2 separate regions of the Mus musculus genome follow, and region 1 is linked to region 2. Evidence: chromatin contacts called from public promoter capture Hi-C data. All regions are on one chromosome and are shown on one strand. Each heading gives the region's core, a stretch centred on a gene start, on an enhancer-like site or on the middle of the called end of the contact. The rest is flanking DNA. Distances are from core to core; before and after follow the strand shown.

Region 1 (4,831 bases), core at 1,789-4,288, 550 kb before region 2:
GGTATTTTCACAGACTGCACTTTCTTCTCGGTTTCTTGAGGGTTGCTCTTGAACTCACTGTGGAGCCTGATCCTTCTGCTTCCAACTCTTCAAGTACTGGGTTTGATTTGTTCTGTTTTTGTTTTTGTTTTGTTGTTGGTGGTGGGTTTTTTTGTTTTGTTTTGTTGGTTTTTTTCGAGACAGGGTTTCTCTGTATAGCCCTGGCTGTCCTGGAACTCACTTTGTAGACCAGGCTGACCTCGAACTCAGAAATCCACCTGTCTCTGCCTCCCGAGTGCTGGGGTTAAAGGCGTGTGCCACCACACCTGGCTTTGATTTGTTTTTTTTTTGTTTGTTTGTTTGTTTTTGTTTGTTTGTTTGTTTGTTTTTTTGAGACAGGGTTTTTCCGTATACCCTTGGATGGCTTTGAACTCATGGCAATCCCACCTCAGCCTCTTGAGTTTGAGAATCAGAGATGTGCACCATCATGCCTGGCTACATTGGTGCATTCAGACACACATTTACTGGGGGTTTAACCTAGGGCCTCACACATGCCTGGCAAGCACTGAGCTCCAATCCCAGTCCCTCCTTTTACATTGTAAAACTGCATGCAAACCAGACTGCCCACTGTGGTACTGTAATCCTAGCACTTTAGAGGTTGAGGAGAGGTGATTTCAGGTTCAGTGACAGCCTGAGGTACATAGCAAGACCCTGTGGCAAGAACAACAAAAAAGAAGGCCCTGGGGACTTGGATTCCCACAGAGAAGAAAAAAAAATCCCACTTGCAGCCGAACTTTATGTGTCTCTGTCCCCTGCTTCCTAGAGGAACCAAGGTCTGCAGGTCTAAAGAGGCTACACAGTCAGTGGCAAGTTTATGCCCCAGGACTACAGTGCATCTTGAGGTTTTGGGTATGGGCAAGGACATCTGTTGATCAGCTCCATCAGAGGACAACTGCCTCAGTTACACTTGTACAGATAGGAATATCCACCAGCGAACAAACACCTTTCTTCCCCATGCAAACAATAGTAGAAATGCAGCCTCACTGTGTGCTCCCCTCAACTCAGTGTTAGTCACCGAGCAAAATGCAATTCTGTATGAGAGCCAGGCTCCTCTCCGTGCTGGCCTTACCCTGTGCTCACTCTTGAAGGCACTCCAAGCTCCTACTTGGCTTAAGCTTCCCTGGCAGAGATCACCCGACACCTCCTAGTTGCAAAATCAAAGTGTTCTATTCAGTGTTTAGCAGACTCTACCTGCCTCTGGCCATTGTGACACCAGTTCCCTCTAACCATCTTTCATCACTTAGGAGTCACCCTCAATGCATCCTTTCCCTGATACTGTCTCCCCGAATCCAGTGACTCACCGAATCCCGTTGACTGTACACGTCTCCGGAGCTCATCCGCTTTTCTTCATTCCGGTTTTTAAAGTCATTCACGTGCATGTGTGTGTCTGTGCGTGTGTATGCCACCTATGCAGGTGCCCAGGGAGGCCAGAGGAGGGCAGGGCGTCAGGTTCCTGGAGCTGGGGTTACAGGTGGTTGTGAGCCAGCTGTTGTGGGGGCTGGGAGCCTAGTTTAGGTCCTCTGGAAGAGCAGCAAGTACTCTTAACCACTGAGCCTTGTCTTTTTTTCCATTCTGTTCTTGAAGTTTTAAAATTGTGTGTGTGTATGTATGTATGTATGTATGTATGTATGCATGTGTCTATCAGGTCCCTTGGGGCTGGAGTTACAGGCAATTGTGAAGCAGCTAATGTGGGTGCTGGGAACTGAATTCAGGTCTTTTGGAAGAGCACCATCTTCCCAGCCCCCATCTTTCCCAATATTGGGGCTACTGCTCTTTGTGTAAGGATGATTGACTATTGTTTGGTTATCATGCTCCTGGGGGAATCCAAGACCTCTTTCCTGGGGAACAAACGGCCACAGGCTTATTTGTAACTTTTTAGTTCTGAGAGTTGTTTCTTTGTTGTTGTTGTTTGTGGTGGCGGGTAGGTTTTTTTTTTTTTTTTTTTTTGTCTTTTTTTTTTCTTTCTTTTAAGAGGTTCTTATTGTAGTCCAAACTGGTCTGCAACTGGCTATAGTTAAGGCTGGTCTGTAACGCCTGATCATCCTGCCTCTATCTTCCAAGAGGTGGGGTTACAGGGGCAAACCCATCACACCCAGCTCGCAGATTTATTTTTGATGGACCTCCTCCAGTTCTTTAATGTAATCTATTGGCTACTAGGATAACTAAAATATATTCCTCCATGTCATTCTGAGGTTTGTGTAATTTATGTGATTGTATTTTAATCGTCTCTTAATACGAGTCTGTGAACCTCATTAGAGTGGGAACTACCTGAGGGCAAGAACCCAGTCTTACCCACTTGAACACTAGCTTGGGTGCGGCGGCGGCTCAGGGCTCAGGTAGGGAACGATGAGGCTGCTTTTTCACTTCATTCTCAGTGGCTCCAAACGCAGCTGTTTTACCGATTCCAGCACCCTTCCAGCAGCTACAGGGACCCACGTCTTGAAGCTGCAGCAAACCAGGGTTTCTTATTTTATTTCAGCCCGGTTCCACCGCTGATAGGCTTTCCCCTCTGCTCCTCTGCAACTGTGATCTAGGACAGACTTGATGAATGCCCGGGAGTACCCTTGGGAGTCTTCTCTATCATTTCACGTGTGCAATTTGAGCTACTTTAAATTCCTGTGAAGAAAGGTGCCCTTTTCGTGTTAGGGCCTTTTTCCTCCAGTCCGTACGAAGCAGGGCAGGTAGAAGAGCAGGGGAGAACATGAGAGCCACTTCTGGAGGGAAGGAGCAGAGCTCAAAGGACTGAAGAATAGCAGAGGACGACGCACAAGGCGACGCCGGAGAACAGATCTGCTAGCCAAGCTCGGGTTTCCCCATGGCTCCGCCTCCTCCACGAAGCCCGACCCTTTTCAGGGCGGGACCTTCCACTCCAGCCAATTCTGGGAGCCGAACCCTGGCGGTTTGTACTCTTTCTTTCCAATGAGAAAAAAGGGAAGCTGCTTGGCTCCAATGACCAATCCGAGGAGGCGGCTCCTGGTTCTCAGGCAGGTTTGTAAGAGTTCGGGCCAATTGGAAGCGCAGCCACGGCTCGGCCCGGGCGCAGCGCGCAGGCGGTGGCGAAGAGACGCCGAGCGGGCCGAGTGTGGCCGAGCAGAGCCGGAGCGGGGCCGCAGGAGCCGGGCCGGGTGTGGACCGGCCGAGATGTCCTATAAACTGAAGAAGGATAAGGTGAGCGTGGCCTTTCCCCTTGCGCCTCCGCCGCCGGGCCTGCGCGCAGCTCTGGGAGGGGCCCGAGGCAGGCCCGGGACAGCCTCAGACTGACCCTCTGGTCCGGCCCCCCGCAGCACTCCCGCGGCCAGCCCCAGGGCCGCGCGACTGCCAGCACCCCCAGTCCGTGCAGCAGCTGGGACAGCTCTCCGTCTTTGCCCGGACAGATTTCCCCCCACCTATCCCTCTTCCCTTCCTCTTTGCTCCTATCCCCGGCCCCCTCCAGATCTGCTCCACTCCCGGCTCACTCCCTTGCTTTTTCTCCCCGCCTTTATCTGTCCCCGATCCCCCACGGTTTGGGACAGTGCTCATTTAAGACCGCATTTCCCTCCAGTACTTCCCCCACCCCCGCCCTGAGCAGCCCCTTCCCTCTTCTCCTCACCAGCTTAAAAGACGGCCTCTCCACAGTTCTGTACAGTCCCTCCTTCCCCCCCCCCGCCCCCCCACGACAAGCCCCTGACCTAGAACCGCTCTGCTTTCTCTCTCCTCCGCCCAAATCTGGCCTAGGCCCCTCCCTCGAGTCTTCCTTTACACACAAACTTGTAAGCCAGGACCGAGCCCTTCTTCTGTTGATGGAACCCCAGAACGTCTGTGCTGGAAGGGAGCTTTGGAGCACATGCAGACTAGCATGCTAGTGGTACAGATGAGGAGACTGAGGCCGGGTCAGGGGAAGGGACTTGTCCAAGGTCACACATCCTGCTGGAGGCCCAGCTGCAATATCAGGTCTCCCAACTTGGAGGGCTCTTCTGTGCAAGTGCCTAACTGGCATCAGCTGGCTTCCATGTTCACCCTAGACGGGACTCGGTTTCTAATCTGTTAGAGGCTCCTCCCTGTATTCCTTAGGATAACCTTTGCATTTCCTTTTTTTGCACCAGGACAGGATTTCTCCCTTTCTTCTGGCCTGTTCTGTTTAGTTTTCTTCTCATTCTGCCGTCCAGTACACTCGGTTTCTTTATTATTTGCAGTGGCAGAGATCAGACCCAGGGTCTTGCACATGCTAAGCATGTGCAGTACCATTGGGCTACACTCCCAACCCCACAGGCCATTTCTTGATGTTACCGTCTTTTGCCATCTTTTGCCTCCAAACCACCCTGACCTGTCCCTGCCTTTCCCTTTGTTTGCTGCTCTTGCTTGATCTGTGGTTCTTCTGAGAAGCAGACTCAGCTGGGGAGGCTGGAACTGGTCTTCAGACTCCCCAGCTTTTGGGCTGGCCCCTTGTGTTGGGCTGGCTCTGGCCTGGTCTCGTGGTCCACTCTCCTGATGACCCCAGAGGTGGATTGCATTCATTTTTCCCCTGATGGATGCTGGGCTACCATCTCTAACCATATCAGTCAAACTCTTTATCCCGGGGCTGTTGTGTGTTTGCCAGGAGGCTCTGCTTCTGGGCTGTCACTGTCTCGGTCTGAGAGTTAGATAGAGCACAGGACAGGGGGTGGTGAGCCAGGCAAAGTTGTGTGCCCTACCTGGGTCTTATCCTTGGGGAGTGGGCTTGCCAATGGGCGCCATCCAGCAATAGAAACTGTGCACTCAAGATAGCTAAGCCCGGGACTGGGGCTGTGGAGTTCAGAGGAAGGGGTGATCTCCT
Region 2 (4,374 bases), core at 1,544-4,043:
TTATACATAAGTACACGGTAGCTGTCTTCAGACACACCAGAAGAGGGCGTCAGATCTCATTACGGACGTTTGTGAGCCACCAAGTGGTTGCTGGAATTTGAACTCAGGACCTTTGGAAGAGCAGTCATTGCTCTTAACCGCTGAGCCATCTCGCCAACCCTCTGCTTATCTTCTTGATGGCCACTTTCTATCCCTTCTCCTCTTCAAACCCAATGCTAAATTAAATTATATTCATGAGACATCTGTCTTTTGTTTGTTTTTGTTGTTACACAACAGGGTTTCTCTGTGTAGCCCTGGCTGTCCTGGAACTATTGTAGACCAGGCTTGTCTTGAGCTCTGCGATCTACCTGCCTCTGCCTCCCCTGTGCTGGGACTAAAGGTGTGCACCACCATCTCTACTGGATGGACATCTTTCTAAATATCTCTAGAGTTCACTTAATTTCTCACCACCTGCTGGGATGACCCAAATTCAAGTCTCTTTGAATACACATTTTGGGGCTGGAGAGATGGCTCAGGGGTTAAGAACACCAGCTGCTCTTCCAGAGGTGCTGAGCCTATGACTCCAGCACTTTGGAGATACAGGATGGAGGCTGTGGGGAGATTCCAGGTCAACCTTGATTACATAGGGAGTTCAAGGCTAGCCTGGGCTAAATGAAATCCAGTCTCCAAATACAAAAATGAATAAATATATAAAGCCAAGCACAACTCTTCACAACTATAATCCCAGCCCTTGGGAGGCTGAGCAGGGGATCCTGCAGATGAAGGCCAGCCTGAGCACCATGGCAAGTTTGAGGCAAGCCTGTGCTACGTGAAATTCTCTCTCAATAAACAAATGTCCTTCCTGCTAAAAACATCTGTCTGACTACCGTATGCTATAAATTGTATCGTTTTATAGTGCATACAAATTTTCTATTTTTTTTAAATAAATTTTATTTTATATATATGATGAGTAGCCGTCTTCAGACACACCAGGAGAGGACATCAGATCCTGTTGCAGATGGTTGTGAGCCACCATGTGGTTGCTGGGAACTGAACTCAGGACCTCTGGAAGAGCAGTCAGTGCTCTTAACTGCTGAGCTATCTCTCCGGCCCCAAACTTTTAGAGAAGCCTAATGGCTCAGTAATAGAAAACAAAGGCTTAGTAGGTTCTTGTTTCTTGGGAGTAAATATCAAGTCAGTATATATTTCTACAAGTACATCTATTTTATTAGTATGCAAATTTGATTTGGTCTTTAGTTAGTGATAAAATTGTATGTATGTTGAAAAAAAAATTTTAGGAATCCATTTGCGTGTTTGTTAGTCACTTGGGGTAGGCTGGGGTTTCATTTTTTGTAATGCTGGGAATCAAGCTCAGGATTCATGTACTCTATAAACTGATCCCGTGTCTCCAGTCATGTCAATAGCCAAGTTTAAAATGAACTTCTTTGCCCTGCAGTGGTGGCGCTCGCCTTTAATCTCAGCATTTGGGAGGCAGAGACAGGCATATTTCTGAGTTCGAGGCCAGCCTGGTCTACAGAATGAGTTCTGGACAGCCAGGGCTACACAGAGAAACCCTGTCTTGAAAAACAACAGCAACAACAAAGAACTTATTTATTATCGTTACATGTTTGACCTTATAAACCCCCCCCCTTTTTTTTTTTTGACACAGGGACTCTCAGTATAGCCCTGGATATCCTGGAATTCACTCTGTAGACCAGGCTGGCCTCAAACTCTAGATCTACCTGCCTCTGCCTCCCCAGTGCTGGGATTAAAGCTGATATGACCATACCCAGCCATAACATGTTAATGTACTCGCGTCACTTCCCCATTTGTGTTTGTGAGTGAGCCTGTTACATAGTGGTGTAGAGGGACTCTAGTCTCTCCTTTCACTTTGTGGGTCCTGTTTGAACTCAGGTCATCGAGCTTGGCAGCAAGCTTCCTTATGTCTGTGGCATCTCCCAGGATTCCTTCCTGCCCTACTTTGAAAAAGCTTATTCATCCCCCTATGTGAGATCAAGTTCAAACTTCACTTGGGAATTCCTGTCATGACCTTGATGCCGTTTATCTATTACCACCTTAACAATTCAGGTAGGCCTGGAACTCAGGAACTCTGCCTCCTGAGTGCTGGGATTAAAGGCGTGCACCGCCACTGTCCTGCTAAAAACCTTAACTCTTTATAGTATTATAAGGGTCTATGACGGGCGTGGTGGTGCACGCCTTTAATCCCAGCATTTGGGAGGCAGAGGCAGGTGGATTTCTGAGTTCGAGGCCATCCTGGTCTACAAAGTGAGTTCCAGGACAGCCAGGACTATACAGAGAAACCCTGTCTGGAAAAACCAAAAGAAAAAAAAAAAAGGGTCTATGATTTGCTCAAGAAAGATAACCCAGACTCAAACAGTATGTAAACACAAAGAGTGTTTTATTCTGCAGAAGTCCAACATGCTGGAGTCTCCCATTACCAAGATAGAGAGACCCCGAAGTGAGTTCAAAGGCTGGATTTAAAGCACTATTAAGCGAATTCCAGGGAGGGGTAGGTGAACTTCTAGTTTACTTAATCTTGGCTCTATCTCTAAGGACATTCCAGAATGGGGGGTTGGGGGCGGGGTGGGTGCTGGAAACTATTGCTGAGAAAAAAAAAAAAAAAAAATGAAGGCATCCCCAGCCCCAGGGGACGACTGGGTCGCCTAAGTGGGAGGGGCCAAGAGCTCCCCGGCTTGGGTGTGGTTCAAGTCATCTCCAACCTCCACCATTCAGCGGCTGCGCTGAGTCCCTTCTGGCTGGTAAGAGCCGGAAGTGGAGCTTAAGCTTCCCATGATTCTTTGCGGGGCGTCTATTTTAACCGCAGGACGACTAGGCTGGCAGTCGCGATGGCTGCGTCCGGTGAGGAGGATATGTCCGAACTGTCCCCTGCTGCTGCCCCAAGTAAGGCGTGGGATCCATAACTTGGGGACTCGTTTCTTCCCTGCTGCTACCTCCCCAGATGCATTTAGTGGCTGACGTTTCCTCCGTCGTTCCTTTCTGTCCTTGTTCCTGGTGTCCCAGTCCGCCCTATCTCTGCAAGTCACTCCCTCGCCCTTAAGTGGAATTGTTTTTCCTGCCCTGTCCCCTTGGGTGTTCTGCCCCTGATATTTCATACCGAAACATTAGTCTCAGTCTTCTAAAGCCCCCTTTCCTGTCCCTGATGTCACTTAAATCGTCCCCGGCCAGTATCAGGTTTCCTGTCACCTATGGGAGTGTCTGCTGATGGAGCCTCTGGGAACGCTAAGACTAACGCTGACTTTGACAACCCCTCCCCTTTCTTTACCTTTTCACTTATGGACTAGATTTGGATTGGTATGAGAAGCCGGAAGAAACTCATGCTCCTGAAGTAGATCTTGAGACTGTCATCCCGCCAGCCCAGGAACCTTCCAATCCTGCGGAGCCCTTTTGCCCAAGAGACCTGGTGCCGGTGGTGTTTCCCGGGCCTGTGAGCCAGGAAGACTGCTGCCAGTTTACTTGTGAACTTCTCAAGCATATCCTGTACCAGCGCCATCAGCTCCCTCTGCCCTATGAACAGCTGAAGCACTTCTACCGGAAAGTTCCCCAGGTATGTGCAGGCTTTCTGAGAAAATTGGTGGGAAGACTTTGTGGCTCATAGATGATGGGGAAGTAGAAAAGTGACCTAAGATGTCTTCAGCCTCCCTGCAAGTCTAGGCTTTTGCAGAGCCTTCCTTGCCTCATTTTCTCTGCACTTGGGTCTCTCCCTTTTTTCTCTTGTTCTTTTTCTGAGACTCTTCCTATTACCGGTTGTATGAGGATATTATTAGTTCTTTTTGGAGCTGTACTGATGGTTGTGAGCCATCATGTGATTCCTGGGAATCAAACTCAGGACATTTTCTGCCCGCTCCGGCCCTGCTCACTCTGGCACAAGGGTTTGTTTGTTTGTTTATGGTTTTCTTTGAGACAGGGTTTCTCTGTATAGCCCTGGCTGTCCTAGAACTCACTTTGTACACCAGGCTGGCCTTGAACTCAGAAATCCGCCTGCCTCTGCCTCCCAAGTGCTGGGATTAAAGGCGTGTGCTTATTTATTATATGTAGGTACACTGTAGCTGTCTTCAGACACTCCAGAAGAGGGAGTCAGATCTCATTAGGGATGGTTGTGAGCCACCATGTGGTTGCTGAGATTTGAACTCAGGACCTTTGGAAGAGCAGCAGTTAGTGCTCTTAACTGCTGAGCCATCTCTCCAGCACATGAGTTTGATCTTCTTTAATTAATTTTTTTTTTTCGAGACAGGGTTTCCCTGTATAGCCCTGGCTGTCGTGGAACTCACTTTGTAGACCAGGCTGGCCTCGAACTCAGAAATCTGCCTGCCTCTGCCTCCGCCTCCCAAGTGCTGGGATTAAAGGCGTGTGCCA

Evidence for each region. Promoter capture Hi-C pulls out the DNA fragments that hold promoters and counts their contacts.
Region 1: a promoter capture Hi-C map of liver shows a contact between it and region 2, with 4 times the contacts expected there. The contact joins the promoter of Ppp2r5d here to the promoter of Mad2l1bp in region 2. A contact is called at or near these places in 8 of 39 promoter capture datasets (the HPC-7 cell line, cranial neural crest, embryonic stem cells and 4 more) and 2 of 115 datasets of contacts at active chromatin or transcription factors (bone marrow-derived macrophages and pancreatic cancer cells).

What each region holds. Positions count from the first base shown.
Region 1 is chr17:46,703,209-46,708,039 of GRCm38.p6, reverse strand. It overlaps Ppp2r5d (protein phosphatase 2, regulatory subunit B', delta), which reads left to right and starts at 3,038. Exons shown (of 15, transcript NM_009358.3): 1 at 3,038-3,207. The coding sequence starts at 3,181. It overlaps Gm52314 (a long non-coding RNA gene), which reads right to left and starts at 2,415. Exons shown (of 2, transcript XR_003952400.1): 1 at 2,332-2,415; 2 at 1-1,498.
Region 2 is chr17:46,151,970-46,156,343 of GRCm38.p6, reverse strand. Mad2l1bp (MAD2L1 binding protein) reads left to right here and starts at 2,793. Exons shown (of 3, transcript NM_025649.3): 1 at 2,793-2,901; 2 at 3,303-3,565. The coding sequence starts at 2,847.